Linked DNA regions of Mus musculus: regions 1, 2, 3 and 5 are each linked to region 4. Evidence: chromatin contacts called from public HiChIP or PLAC-seq and promoter capture Hi-C data. All regions are on one chromosome and are shown on one strand. The core of a region is the stretch at or near the end of the contact, and the rest is flanking DNA. Distances in the headings are between cores, read along the strand shown.

Region 1 (2,700 bases), core at 123-2,622, 340 kb before region 4:
GTGGTGGTCACCTGGCTGAAGAATGAAGAATGAAAGAAAGGCTATGCAGGCTCCTGGCCCTGACTCTTCCTTTCACTCCTTCACAGGCCTCTGGCCCCATCCCTACCAAAGAAACACAACAAGAAAAGAGCAGGCCACTACACAGGGTCCCACTCAGCCGGGGCAAACCAGCCAAACGCCACGCAGAGTTCAATTTTTGAGAGAAAGGGGGTGGGGGGAAGGAACCGCAGAATTGTGAAAGAAATTTCCTTCCCAAAACCCAGGTCGTCCTCTCTCTCCTGCCTCCAGCAACCTGACTCAGAATTACCCTGGGCAGTTATGGAAGCCCAAGCCAGGAAAGGGTCTGTAGGCGCCCAGATGCAGATGAGGGTGGGAAAGGGGGGGATGTCTCGGAAATGCCCAAAATGGGGTTGGAGAAGGCGGCGGGAGGTGGGGGGGAGGAAAAGCAAAGAGGTAGGCGTCCATGACGGCCAGAACACGTCCGAAGTCTCCTCGGGAGAAGCCAGCTTCCAACTTGTTTACTTATTGGCATGTTTTGCTCTCTCCAAAGGGAAACAGTTTTTTTTTTAAAAAATCCCGATTGGTTCTCAAGCAGTCCCTATCTGTCACCTTCCCTCCAAGGCTAGGCTAAGCTTTGCCTCTGCCGCCGCTATCTGCCACCGCCTGTCAGGGAAACGAGACGCCTCTACTTTATTCCACTTGAGCGTGGCCAAACTGTTGCTATTTAGTGGGGGGCATAGAACCCAATTCGCACCCTCGAAACGAGCAGGCAGAGGGTGGGGGCGGGGACAGGAGCTGGGCCCGGGTGCACTCCGCCCGGAAGGGTCCTCTCCAGGGAGAGGTACCCACCAGCATCATCAAATCACGCCTGGCTAGGGCTGGAGTCACCTGAAACACGCAGCCCTACAGCATCTCCCGAGCCAGGGCGAGCCTGATGCGCACCCGGCGGGCTGCGAACAGAGGCGAGCTGGGGAGCGCAGGGCCAGTTCCCGGGCCGCGGGCGGGCAAGACGGAGACGCGAAGCTGGGGCGGGGGTGGGGGGCGGGCTGGGTAGCGGCCGCCTGACTTACATGGAAGTGATATTCCTTGAGATGTCCGTAATGTTGATGCTGGCGTTCCCATTGCTGTTCCCTGAATCCTGCCCTTCCAGGAGAGGGAAGAGGTTCCCATCGTCCGGCCGCCGGCAATTGATCTCAGTCTTGCTGCAGACACAATTTGCAGGGCAAGCCAGCACGGAGCCCACATAGTCCAGCCAGACGCTTCCCAGCAAGAAAATCCGCCAGAAACTACACTTGGCTGGGCAAAGAGAGACATCCATCTCCGATCGCTGCTTCTAAAAAAGAGGAGGAGGAGGAGAGGAGAGGGGGGTGGGGTGGGGGGAGTGGGGAGAGCAGGGGGGGAAGGAAACAAAGACAGCGAGGGAGGGGGGAAGGGGGAGGGGGGCCTCTGCCTTTGAAACGCCGAACGATCAGATGCAAAATCCTTCAGCGTCGGAAACCATCGCGGCCGCCGCCGCCACCGGGTGGGAGCCGCGGGGAGCGCCTAGTGGCGCGGTCTGCCGGGCATGGTGGCCGGCTCGGCGCTCGCCGGCTTGCGGGGTCCAGAAGCTCTGGAAACGAGGCGCGCTCTCCGACTCCGAGACTTTGCAGGGTTGTAACAACAGACGGTGGGAAGGCAAAAATAATAATAAAAAAAGAAAAAAAGATGGTGCTAAAGTCACCAAGTCCCACCTCCTAGGCAGAATTAAAACGGACACACCTGCAAAACACACTCGCACACACTCACATACACACGCGCGGAGCTGGAGGAAGGAGGAGAAGGAAGATGCAGTCAGAGCTGCAGCAGTCGCGGCGAATGGCTCGCTACGCGCCTGCAGAAATGTACAAGTGCTCCGAGCCTTACGAAACGCACGGGTTATCGGAGCGTCTTCCTCGGTTCCCTCCCTCCCTCCTCCCCTCCCTCCTCGCGGCCTCCTCCCCCCCCCCCGCCCCCCGCCCGGGCTGGGAGAGGCAGGAGAGCGGAATCTCCCCCTCCCTCCCCTCCCCACACCCCTCTCTCTCCCCGCCCGTCCTCTCCCTCCTGCTTCCCCACCCACCCACCCACTCGCCGGCTCTCGGCTCTCGCCGGTACCGCCACCCGCAGCCGCGCCGCTGCCCGCCCGCTCCACGCCCGCGCCCGCTCGCTGCAGCCGAGGGGAAAACGAGACGGAAAGGAAAAGTTGCAGTTGGGATTCCGAGGGTCGGCGTTGGGGAGGGAGAGTTGGCAAGCTGACTGAGCAACACGAAAGGCGTTCTCCCTTCCACTTTTTGGCCCTCGTGCTGCCCGGTTTTGCTGCAATCTCCTCCGCAGGAGGAAGCGAAATGAGCGTGGCCCAGGTGACCCGGGATGCTCCCCAGCCTGAGTGAGGGTCTCGGGCTCACGGACAGTGACGGGAATCAGGAGCGCACAGGAACCCGAGCGAGGCAGCCAGGGACGCCGGCCGCAGACGTGCAGACCTAGATCTGAATGACACTCATTTGGGTAATCAAGAGTCCCGGGAGCTGGGCTCAGCTTGGGAGGGGACTGCGTGGCATGGCACACTGAGTGCCCCTGAGCCTATTGCTCCTTCTTGGCGGTGCGTTATGGGTTCCGCCTTGGACAAACAGGGACCAGAGAAGGAGAGAAAGAGGGAAGGAGCGCCTGCAGGACTGCGCTGGAGAA
Region 2 (2,746 bases), core at 190-2,689, 410 kb after region 4:
ACGCGAGCATTTACTGAGCAGAGGTGCCATGCGAGCCACGCTGTATACATTGGCTCATTTGGTAATAACGAGGCCAGTCTTGTCACACGGGATGTATTCAAAGGGTATTATTTGCTTTCTTTTCCCCTTGATTATAGAAATAGCCCATGTTGAATTGCTTGATGCTCTAAATTTGAAACCACGGTTGGTTCCTAAAGCTAACTTGGCGTGGGAGGCATTAACGAACAGAGCATGGATATAATAAGGTGGTTAAAAATGTTCAGCTCAGTGGCGAAGTGCTCACTCAGTATGCACGAGACCCTACATCACAAAAGGAACCCATTGTGTTTATGGTTAGTGTGCAGAATAATGTGTGGAGAAAGGCCTTAAAAACTAGGGTACCTTTGTTCAATAAATGTGGAGGAAACTAACCACTCCTATTTTTCTTCCTCTCCTTTCTCAGATACATTCCACCACTGATCTGGGGGAAAAGCGGACATATCCAGACAGCCTTGTATGGGAAGATGGGGAGGGTGAGGTCACCACACCCTTACGGGCACCGCAAGTTCATCACCATGTCGGATGGTGCCACTTCTACCTTCGACCTCTTCGAGCCCCTGGCTGAGCACTGTGTTGGAGGTGAGCCACTTTAGGTCCTGGTGTTGAGCCACCCTTAGAGAGAGGAGCAGCCATCAGTGGGGAGCAGTGTGTGAAATGCCTGTGTCACCCACTGTCCCATTGTGTTCAGAGGCCAGGCCATCAGGTTTAACTCCAGCCTGTGCGTGTTAGTTCACATTAGCCACAGTCAGTAGAGAATTATGATCCCTCTTAAAGTACGGAAGCCTGTCTTAAAGGATGGCAGGAAGAGCTTGGAGCCCAGAGCCCCCCAGGACTCAGTAACATTTCCTACTGTTATCTCTCCAATCCTCCCCTCGCCCTGTGAGGTGGGCGATGCTATCTCCCTTGAACCGTGGGAAGCTGGGACTTGGAAAAGCAATCTAGGGTGGGTTTATTTGCTGGGCAGCAGGGCATAAAGGCTCTCGGGTGCCTGGTGTGTAAATCTCCTGGGACAAAAGGACACATTAAAGCCATACTTGCTTTTCATGAGTCAGTGACACCTCATCCAAGAAATGACTCCAGTTTCCGCTGCTGTGAGCGTTTGCCAGCTATACAGTAAACGGCGATGGCAAAGGCCTCATAATGAAGCCTTCAGAGGAAGTGCAGTTGGATGCCAGCATCTTTTTGAATGCAGTCCCTACCAGGAGAGAACATGGTTTTTTTTTTTATTCAAAGATACCTAGTTTATTATAGACGTGTAGTCATTATTTATGGGTAAATTGCAGCAGCAAACGTGCGCCAGCTCATTTATTTCAAGTAACTGGAATTGCTGAGTAGTTTTCCTCCCCATGCCCTCACGTGGCCACCTCCCTGTCATTCAGGTCTCAGATGTCACCTCCTCTGAGACTATGGTTCCTTTCTCTAGACCCGAGGTGCCTCCCTGCCTTAGTCCCTCATGGCACCTGCCAATCTAGCTACTTCTGGGGCTGTTTAGGGCCCTGCTGCTGTAGTGCAGGAGTCCCGGGGCCCAGGAGTCTGTGCTCCACACAAACAGTCACCAAAGGAATGAGTACATGACTAGGGATGGAGTTCCTGCTACGTTTGCAAGTACTGTCGTGGGTCCTTCATACATCTGTGCCCCCACCATAGTTAGTTAAATGCTTTCTTTCTCTTATTTCTAATAATTTGACTTGTAGCATTTAAGCATCCAATTTAAACTTGGTGTGATGGCTCACACCTGAAATCCAAACATTCAAGAGATGGACACTTGAGGATCAGCAATTCAAGGCCAGCGTGGGCTACATGAGACCCAGTCTGAAAACAAGAGTGATAACAACGGCAACCAAGTAGCGTAAAGTTTAGGTTGAGCAGTCAGTCGTTCTTGCTGGTACTCAGTATGGTACCAAAAGGACACAACCAGCTCTAAGTCTCTTATCCATGACTTCCCGTCAGCCCGGCTCCCTGCAGCGATCAGTGCTTGTGTCTGCACCCAAGGAATACTCTTAAGAGAGCTGCTTTATTTCGCTTATGCTTTACTTCCCTGCCCGGGGGAGGGGTACATCTTCCTTTTAGCAAACATAAACAGAAGCATTTCAAAATGAAAAATAGACCAGACTGAAAATGAAAAAGAACAGACCAGTCATGGCGGCGCACACCTTTCATTCCAGCACTAGGGAGGCAGTGGCAGGTAGATCTATGTGGAATCCAGCCAGGGCTTGCAAAGGGAGGCTCTCAAGAGAGAGAGAGAGGAAGAAAGAAGGGAAGGAAGGAGGGAGAGAGACTTGTCCAGAATCTCACTGTCTCAACACCTGTTAATGTCAGTGTTTATATATTAAATGGATGCATAAAGATCTCCTTCTCTACCCTGTAGATGACATCACCATGGTCATCTGTCCTGGAATTGCCAACCACAGCGAGAAGCAGTATATCCGAACCTTCGTTGACTATGCCCAGAAAAATGGCTACCGGTGCGCAGTGCTAAACCACCTGGGAGCCCTCCCCAACATTGAGCTGACCTCCCCACGAATGTTCACCTATGGTAAGCATGGGGTATGGCCAAATGGAGCCTCCCTCTCGCCCCTCACAGAGAGTGTGCAGCCCCTCCAGCCTGTTGCCTTGAGACTATAAGTGTAGAATTTCTGAACATCCACAAGAGACGATGGGGTGACACACTTGTTACAGTAGCTTACACTGCCATCCATGATGCAGT
Region 3 (2,700 bases), core at 135-2,634, 450 kb after region 4:
GTGGGAGGTTGTCCTGGGAGCCTGGTCCAAGCAACAGGCCTGGAGGCCCACTGGGGAGAGGTGGAGCTGCCATACGCCTAGAGATCCAGGCCCTCCCTGGGGCTGGGGGAGGGGACGTGTACCAGCTGAAGCCTCCTTAGTGTGTCACTCTGAATGGCACTGGCATTCCATTTTGCTTCACATGAAATCAACTGAGGCTCTTTATTTAAGTTTTGGGCTCTCAGACATGGAAATGAGACCGTGACCGTGGCAGTCGGACAGGAAAATTCTTGTTTGGCCCTGAATGAGAGTACAGAGGCATGACTGTGGAGGTGCCAGCTTTGCCTAATGAATGGGAGGACAGCCCTCTATGTAGGTCGGCTGCTTTCCTTCCTCTGGGCTGCCTCGCTCTAGCGTTTAGAGAGTATTCTGTTTTTAAATCAAGGATATAAATTACATAGATGTAGACAATTCTGTGGCTGGAATAACATTAAGACCCAAGTGCGGAGTGCACCTATATTATTCCAGTTGTACTCCCTGCTTCCCAAATAATTGGAAACCATGGACTTCAGTCAAATTAGGATTACCTAGCATCAAAATGATGATCAAGACTGCCTAGTTAGCAGGGAAGCTTGCAGACTTGAACGCCCGTTCTTTCCTGCACCAACTTTGTGTCTTCCATGCCAGAGCAGAGTGAAGGTGGAAAACGTGTCAGTGTATCCCTCTCACGCCTGTGGTATCCTACACTCACAGGGAACCTTGGGATCTACTGAAACATTCCTCTAAGGGTGTCTTCCTTTATTCACATGGTGTTACAGAACCAGCGTCAGGAGACCTGGTTGCTCACCCCCACTGGCTCTGACTCATGCCGGACACACGGGCAAGTCACTTCACCTCTCTTGAACCTGTTACCTTGTTCTATAGCATCTCTGAGGCTGCTTCACTCACTTGTGAATCATTCTCTCCATCATTGTTAAGTGTGTCTGAAGTTGCACGTAGAAGGGAGTGAACCCTGACCCCTAAGCTCATCTTCATCTTAAGAGAGAGAAGGCGCGTGTGCATTCAACTTTTCCTAGTTAGGACACGAGGCAACATCCAAAACCCCGTCTCTGGCCTCTCTTCCTAGTCTTGACCGTCATGACCGTTTCCTTGCTATTCTGAGGGTAGTCTTGTGACTGTAGCGGGTGAGAGCCACAGTAATGAGGAGAGTGCCTCGGTCTTCAGTGTGACCAGGCTAAGGGTGGATGGTTGCCAAGCCAGAGGTCCTTCCTGGGCAGGCTCGCTCTGGCTCAGCTGAACCTTCTGGGTGGCTGAGCTTATCTGGCTGGCATCCGGATGAGAGCCCTCTTTGTAAGTGGCTGACTTGAGATAGAGTTTGCCAGGTCCGGAGATACAGAGCACGTGTTTATGTTTGCCCCGGAAGCAGGTGTTAGAGATGTGAGAGGCTTTTCTTTTCCTGTGGCCTTGATCCTGACTTGAGTGACAGTTTTAAAAGAAGGAGGAAGTGGGTGTGGGGGTGTGGAGACAGGACTTGTGGAGTTGAAGGAACCCCTGGGTTTTCTTCCTTTAGGCACATGAGAGAGTTCTTAGGAAGCATGTCACCTCAGCATCCTGTCACAGTATCATCTGGAATTGTTTTCTTTACCCACAAAGCCTTAACTTGCCTCTAGAAAATCCCCTGGTATGACAACATTGTGGCCTAAGAATTCAAACTCTTCTCCTATGAAAGTCTGAAGCAAAGCCACAGCCAAACCAGAGAATTTCCTCAGGTGGCCTGGAGGCTCCTATGACATCACCCCCACCTCTCACCCCAACAACATGAGTGATCTGGATCTAAGCCCCTCCACCCACCCGTCGTCTTGGCCTTACTCTCTTTCAAAGCCACATTAGATCACTCAAATGCTTCCAAAAGGGGCCTGCTTGGCATTTAGAGACCAAGCCATTGAGGGCCAAGTTTCTTCCACCTGTTAGCTAAGCAAAGGACAGTTGTCCCCTCTGCCTGGGGTCAATTTTCCCAAACTATGTTTATAGCTAAGGACACAGGAGCAGGCCCCTGCTGGCTAAGGAACCCCAACAGCATCCAGAGCAAAGGCTGCTCTGCTGGCCTTGCTGCCTCCAGGTGCTACAGCCCAGCATCCTCCTGAAGTGGTCCTTAGCAACAGGCTACAGAGTACAGCTTGCCAACTATCCCCAGACACCCAGAACACAGACAGCTGTCTCCTTTGGAAGAGTCTGTCTGCCATGTTTTCCAGCTGTTTTTTTCCTAGCGTATACATAGGTAGAGCTTTCACCAATGCCTAATAAAGAAGCTGAAATCAATTTCTAATTGGTAGATTAAGACTGACATGGCGAGGTTCAGAAAATTCACAACTTTTTACTAGACTCCTGTCAATTAGGAAATCTATAACTGGTCCCCATTAGCCAAGTAATCTTCTGTTGCCATAAATTGGGGACAGTCCATTTCTAGCGCCTATAGGATCACCCTTAGTCTCGGTGGGCATTCTGCCCCCCAGACCACAGACACAGAGCAGTCAACATCACCTGAAATCATTGCTGACCTCCTCGGTCCCCAGGGCCAACCGCCACTCTCCCAGGCTGCTCTCCTGAGGGAACCTGGTTCCTGGTGATAGGAGCTGGGCTCGCTTTGGTCTTCATTCTGGCCTCTTTAGTTTTCCTAAAGCACAAATCCATGTAGTGCCCTGTTACCTCTCCACACCCATT
Region 4 (2,700 bases), core at 17-2,516:
ATGCCCAGGAGTTTGAGAACCACAGTTTCCGACCCAGTGACAATGAACTGGGGCCCCTATCTTAGGTTTCATTTCCTCTCCCCTGAGCGGTATGACCCACAAGCCCCGCACCCCAGCGGAGAGAAAGGAACATAGCCTAGCGCCTCTGTGTTTTATCTCCCCGAGTGGCAAAGCGAATGCAGATCCATATATATTCTTCCTTTGGCCTCTCTCTCTCTGGTGTGTTCTGCAAGCGCTCCCCTCTTAGAAAGCTGAGTCTGTTTCTGATCCGCGCATACCTCAGTTTGTTTATTAGAATACTGAACGTTCCCTGCGTGTTAGGAATAAGCAACAGGGGCTCCATGATTCAGGGGAGGAGTTTTCTTGTCGCTATGAGAGACCAGCCAGGGGCATCCAGAAGAGTCCAGAGCAGAGAGGAAAAGCAGCAGACTGCCTGCCCATGGACAGGACCATCTCTCAGGAGCAGAGAAAATAGGAGTGGGGAGCTAGAGAAGAGAATAGTAAGAGCGGCAGGGGGTAGAGTGGGGATATTGCTGGTTTTAAGGAAAACGGACGGGGCTGAGGTGGAAGGGCCTGGGAGCTAGCAGAGCGGAGGAGTCAGGGAGGTGAGAGGGGTCAGAAGGCCAGTGCAGAACAGGTACATGTGAACATGTGTCATGTGAAGGAGTCTGCAGGCTAGCATGGGCTGTCATGTGGACCCACAGAACTGTTCTGACAGGTTTCTGAGGAACTCTTTGTGAGAACTTTGAGCTATACACAAGAAACCCTATAGTCCAGCTTGAGCTGCGGGCCAGACTGTCATTTTGGACAAAGACAGTGGGCCTGCCCTTTATTTCAGGGGGCTGGGGAGGGTTCTTGGAATTTTTCCTTTTGGACCTAATAATAGGTATCACTCTAAGGATTCTAAGTCCCAGCCCAGGAGACTAGAACCCAGGAGGAAGAACAGCCTGGCTTGAGGCCCTCTAAAGGTCTGCTGCTGTTTGTCAACTCTCCCAGGTAGAGTCTCTGCCCAATGAGGCACCAAGGACTAGACCCTCCTCCTCCCCCAACCCCTTGCTGCCCTTCCCAGTTAATGGTACCAGCATCTCAAGAACTGCTTGCTCTGTCCTCAGAAAACCTCCCAGGGTAGCACACTGACAGCAGGTCCCAGAAGTTGTGGGACCTTCCCCAGGCTCCAATCCCGGAGATGTTTATTCTCTGGGTGGAGGGTGAGAAAAGCAAAGAAAGATGTTGCAATCCACTCCGTCCACGTCAGACACGTCATCCGAAAGGGAGGAGTAGGGCAGGGCCAGAGGAGGGACAGCCTGACGCGGCCACCAGCCCTGACTCAACCTGCCAGCCCCCTTACCTGGCCAGCCTTGAGGAGATGGAACAGCCCAGGCTACAAGGCCTGCCCCCACTCCTCAACTTCCCTTGATAATGAACCAGAAACTGAAACTAAAACAGGCAGGCTCCCCGTTAGAGATGAGTCACTTCCCAAAGTGACTGAAGTAGCCGAGAAGTGGAAACAGAGGGGCAGAAGAGAACCCAGGGCACTGAGACAGGTGAGAGCAGGTACCAACCACATAGCTGCCCAAACTGGGAGGCAATGGGAGGGGGCTTCGAGGTGGGACAGCCAGACAGGACCAGCAAGCTCTGGGACCTATAGCACACAGAAGCTGAAGGCTGGCAAGAGGCCAGCTTCTGTTGCCAGGTGGCACTGGAGATAATGGGCAGGGCTCAGGGTGTAGTTTGGCAGGGTGGTGGCCCAGGATGCCTGGAGGGCTGTTGGTTCTTGACTGACAGCCTGGCTCTCCCCCACCCCCCACCTCCCCATCCTCCAGGGCTTTCTGAGGGTCGCCAAGGAGCATGGCAGGCATCCCAGAGGTGGTGGCCATGGACTGTGAGATGGTGGGGCTTGGGCCTCAAAGGGTGAGTGGCCTCGCCCGCTGCAGCATTGTGAACATCCATGGCGCAGTCCTGTATGACAAGTACATCCGACCCGAGGGAGAGATCACGGACTACAGAACCCAAGTCAGCGGGGTCACGCCTCAGCACATGGTGAGGGCCACGCCATTTGGTGAAGCCAGGCTAGAGGTAAGTGAAGAAGGAGCAGGAGTCGAGGCACATTTGTCCTTCCACCTCAGCTCCTTCCTAGGGTCTGTGGTCTGTGACTCTCCCATGAGGAATTTCTCACATATTTGAGGGAGGGAAGGACTCTGGGTCTCCCTATCACAGCCCTCAACTAAGTTAGTCTCCCCACCACCAGAGAATCTTAGGCTCCCATCTGCAGCTGTTTTCAGGGCATCTTTCTGGTCCAACTTTCCGGTCTTATGATGGGGACATTGAGTCCCACCTGATGTTCCTTCTCTTCTACATCGCACTGCTCTGGTGAGCCTGTGAAATGAGGTTCTGAGGCTGAGCTGGCTCTGACTCAGAGGCCAGAGGCTCCTGGGCTGAAGGAGACTGTGTTCCCAGACTGCGTGCTCTGGGCCACTGAGGCCCGAGGTTCTTACCCTTTAACCTTGTGTCCATGTCTTCCAGACATGTAGGACACGGAGCTGAGCACTCTAAGGGCTGCCCATCCTCCCACTGGGCCGCCAGATAGATCAGGCTTGCTCATCCGCTGTGTGGCAAGCAGCCAGGCTCTGCTACTGCCCACTGGGTGGAAATCCCAGTACCCTGATGGTGCTTAGCAAACCGCCCCCCACCCCCCAGATT
Region 5 (2,710 bases), core at 111-2,610, 300 kb after region 4:
GGAGGCACTTGCCCCAGAGATGGCAGAAGCTCAGACTAGGGACGCGCCTGGCCCTGGTGGGATCAGACCCTGAGCCCCAGCCATCTTGGGATGGGGGGAGCCAGGAATGAGGGTGGGATGTCTATCCATTGCCTCAGGTTCCGGAGTGCTGCCCACCGTTTCTTAACCCAGATCTTGAAGAAGGCTGCAATCCAGGGACCATCTCAAACCTGGCTGTCTTCACCTCTCTACTGGTTTTCCCTCTGCCCAACATGCAATGTAATCACATGACTCAGACACCCCTACATTTTCAAGTCCAGACTCTCTCCCTCCAAAGTAAAGATTTATGGAGTGTGGTGGCACAGACTTGTGGTTGAACAAGGAAGTGGAAGTCAGACTGATGTATGAAGGGTTTACCAATAAACTTGCTTATATTAAGTTACATGTAAGTAAAACTTAGCCAAAGGATTTTTGCCTCCACAGGAAAGTTTCATAGATGGTGTTGGCTTCTATTGGTCCTTTAAATCCTGTGCCTTTTATTCAGAAGAGTGTAATTCTGCCAGGCAGGCAGAATGACATTGGTTCATGGCTGCCCCTAAAAAAAACTCAGCTTGTTTCAGATAACTTTGACAATGCCTTACTTAAATCTCCCATATGTCTAAAGTGTCCAAACTTGCAATTTCCTGACTCTGTAAAATGTGTTTAATTGCCCAAACTGTAAAAGTGTTTAATTGCCCAAAGTATGAGGCTGTGAGCCCAAAGGCAACTCATTTGTATAAGCCATAAGGGATCCAGGTTCAGGGTCCAGTTTCTCTTTGGGTATTAGCCAGAGCCAGACTTGCACTGCTATTAAAGAGGGTTTTTTTTTTTTCCTTATTATTCCCTGTGTAATTGGAGTAAATTCTCACTGGAGGGGATTAATTTACCATCACATAATCCCACCTTAAGAGGCTGAGGCAGGAGGACTGAAAATGCAAGACTGGTTTGGACTACAAAATGAGACTTCATCTCAAAACAGTAGAGTGTCGTCGTCCGTCCCGTCCCCCCCCCGCCGCCCCTCTCCCCTATCTTCAAGGTGTTGGCACTAAGCCCTAGTTCTGTGACCCGTTTGTGTGACCTTGTCACATTATGTAAACAGCATTGTGGAGTGGTGGGTGTGGGTAAGTCCAAGGTTCCAACACAAATGTTGGGGGCTGGGGGGGTGCTTGGTAAAAGGAGAGGTATGTGACAAATTAGGAGGGACAGTTGCTTAAGCCTGGGGAATTTCAAGTCGCAGCCTGACTTGGCATGCTCCTCATCTGCCTATGCTTTACACACCCGGTGCCTTTTGCCCTATCAGAAGTCTGCATCTCCCCAGGGAGCTCAGAGGGCTTTGTCGGGTGCCTGTCTGCACCGTGCCTGGGGCTGTGTAGGCACGTCCACATCAGCACATTCTTTGCCTCAGACCCTACCCCACTTTCCAAACTCTCCAGAAGTCTTGCCACACCCCACCCCACCCCCCAGGACATGAATCACAATGAAGACAGCAATGTCTGATAGTACACAAAGCAGTGAATGTCCTCTCTGAGAGCAGGATCTGTGTTCCTGAAAAAGCCAGTCAGATGTCCCCTCTCACAAAAATGCTCCAGAGAAGACTAATACATTGTATGCTTGAAAACATCTGGGAGATTCTGCTGACCCACGCCTGAACTTCCTCGTTCTTCCCTTTCCCACACACATCTCTCTGGTAACCTGAAAAGCTGGGACAACACAAGAGATGGGCATCGTTTCTGTTTGGGTTTCGGTTTTAAGGTAGTTTCCTAAGTTGGACATAAAAATGCTTAGTAAAATAAACTTCAGCCTCAACAAAGATCAATATTTAAAAATACAGGAGTCACTGGGCATGGTGGGATGTGCTGTTAGTACCAGCATTCAAGAGGCAGAGGCAGGTGGACCTCTGCGAGTTCAAGCCCAGCCGGGTCTACATAGGAAGTTCCAGGCCAGCCAGAGCTATCTAGAACAAACAAAATCAAAAGAAGGATGTGGAGAGGAGCATTTTGAGAGTCAACTGGACATTGACTGCCAATTACATTGCCATGAGCACAGGGATGCTGGACAAGTGGCTCATGCTCTTTAGGAAACTGATACCTGAGAAGCAAATGAGCAAAGGCAGCCCTAATACTCTAGCCAACACCCAGCAAGGACACGCATGATGTCATTGGAGCAGCCATGAGCTAGGAGTCACAGGTGAGTTGCTGGGCTCACGGACCTTGAAGTTCTCTAGTTGTTAGATCCAAGACAAGTGGCTGGTGCTTTCTGTGCCTCGGTGTGTCCTCTTCTACTTTCCTTTCCTTCCTGTTCCTGCCTCTCCCTTCTTGCCCTTACCTTCCCTGATTTTCTTTGGAGCTGGGGATTAGATGTTCTTTGCATCTTTAGGATTCCCTTTACCCCTGGGTGATACCCTACCCCCTCCAGCATTTTCCTAATAGCTCTACCTCTGTAGGTGTCTTTCTTAGGATTAAAAGAGTTCTTAGCTAAGGATAAACCTTAAAGGGCAGAGTGTCTGCCTACTATGCACAAGACCAAAGATTCATTTCTCAATACCATGCAAAGAGCAGGGCAAGTAAGTAAATAAAATCACAGCATTCAAGAGGCAAGAAGATCAGCAGTTCAAAGTCAGCCTCAGCTCATATCAAGTTCCAGACCAGCCTGGGATAACAAAAACAAAAACAAAAACAAAGGAGTTTGGGCA

Evidence for each region. Promoter capture Hi-C pulls out the DNA fragments that hold promoters and counts their contacts. HiChIP or PLAC-seq counts read pairs in DNA pulled down with a chosen protein or histone mark.
Region 1: a promoter capture Hi-C map of liver shows a contact between it and region 4, with 2.5 times the contacts expected there. The contact joins the promoter of Ntrk3 here to the promoter of Isg20 in region 4. A contact is called at or near these places in 1 of 39 promoter capture datasets (liver) and 1 of 115 datasets of contacts at active chromatin or transcription factors (embryonic stem cells).
Region 2: a contact with region 4 is called in an HNF4G HiChIP or PLAC-seq map of pancreatic cancer cells. The contact joins the enhancer-like site here to the promoter of Isg20 in region 4. A contact is called at or near these places in 11 of 39 promoter capture datasets (the 3T3-L1 cell line, the C10 cell line, the HPC-7 cell line and 4 more), 6 of 115 datasets of contacts at active chromatin or transcription factors (acute myeloid leukemia, embryonic stem cells, extraembryonic endoderm stem cells and 3 more) and 1 of 9 other capture datasets (embryonic stem cells).
Region 3: a contact with region 4 is called in an H3K27ac HiChIP or PLAC-seq map of oligodendrocyte precursor cells, with 5 times the contacts expected there. The contact joins the enhancer-like site here to the promoter of Isg20 in region 4. A contact is called at or near these places in 14 of 39 promoter capture datasets (the 3T3-L1 cell line, the C10 cell line, the HPC-7 cell line and 5 more), 3 of 15 datasets of contacts at CTCF or cohesin (embryonic stem cells and large pre-B cells), 90 of 484 Hi-C or Micro-C datasets (the 63-12 cell line, the AML12 cell line, B cells and 46 more), 19 of 115 datasets of contacts at active chromatin or transcription factors (DN3 thymocytes, the HPC-7 cell line, the NIH/3T3 cell line and 12 more) and 2 of 9 other capture datasets (embryonic stem cells and liver).
Region 5: an H3K27ac HiChIP or PLAC-seq map of embryonic stem cells shows a contact between it and region 4, with 2.7 times the contacts expected there. The contact joins the enhancer-like site here to the promoter of Isg20 in region 4. A contact is called at or near these places in 2 of 39 promoter capture datasets (cranial neural crest and embryonic stem cells), 1 of 484 Hi-C or Micro-C datasets (myocytes), 9 of 115 datasets of contacts at active chromatin or transcription factors (SST interneurons, acute myeloid leukemia, embryonic basal ganglia and 3 more) and 2 of 9 other capture datasets (embryonic stem cells and liver).

Annotation. Positions count from the first base shown.
Region 1 is chr7:78,576,466-78,579,165 of GRCm38.p6, forward strand. Ntrk3 (neurotrophic tyrosine kinase, receptor, type 3) reads right to left here and starts at 1,373. Exons shown (of 17, transcript NM_008746.5): 1 at 1,071-1,373. The coding sequence starts at 1,318.
Region 2 is chr7:79,323,027-79,325,772 of GRCm38.p6, forward strand. It overlaps Abhd2 (abhydrolase domain containing 2), which reads left to right. Exons shown (of 11, transcript NM_018811.6): 4 at 443-618; 5 at 2,408-2,575. Among named protein-coding and RNA genes, the nearest start is that of Gm39041, 25 kb to the left of the region's middle. Within about 2 kb of position 1,440, at least 31 of the 459 cell types and tissues checked have an H3K27ac peak or open chromatin away from gene starts, as enhancers often do. A contact at or near this core is called in forebrain and pancreatic cancer cells, where this site is marked.
Region 3 is chr7:79,362,202-79,364,901 of GRCm38.p6, forward strand. No RefSeq gene overlaps it. Among named protein-coding and RNA genes, the nearest start is that of Gm24224, 9.7 kb to the left of the region's middle. Within about 2 kb of position 1,385, at least 137 of the 459 cell types and tissues checked have an H3K27ac peak or open chromatin away from gene starts, as enhancers often do. A contact at or near this core is called in the 63-12 cell line, B cells, the BV-2 cell line and 19 more, where this site is marked.
Region 4 is chr7:78,912,499-78,915,198 of GRCm38.p6, forward strand. It overlaps Isg20 (interferon-stimulated protein), which reads left to right and starts at 1,267. Exons shown (of 4, transcript NM_020583.5): 1 at 1,267-1,544; 2 at 1,824-2,076. The coding sequence starts at 1,849.
Region 5 is chr7:79,210,256-79,212,965 of GRCm38.p6, forward strand. No RefSeq gene overlaps it. Among named protein-coding and RNA genes, the nearest start is that of Gm39040, 36 kb to the right of the region's middle. Within about 2 kb of position 1,361, at least 55 of the 459 cell types and tissues checked have an H3K27ac peak or open chromatin away from gene starts, as enhancers often do. A contact at or near this core is called in embryonic stem cells, extraembryonic endoderm stem cells and pancreatic cancer cells, where this site is marked.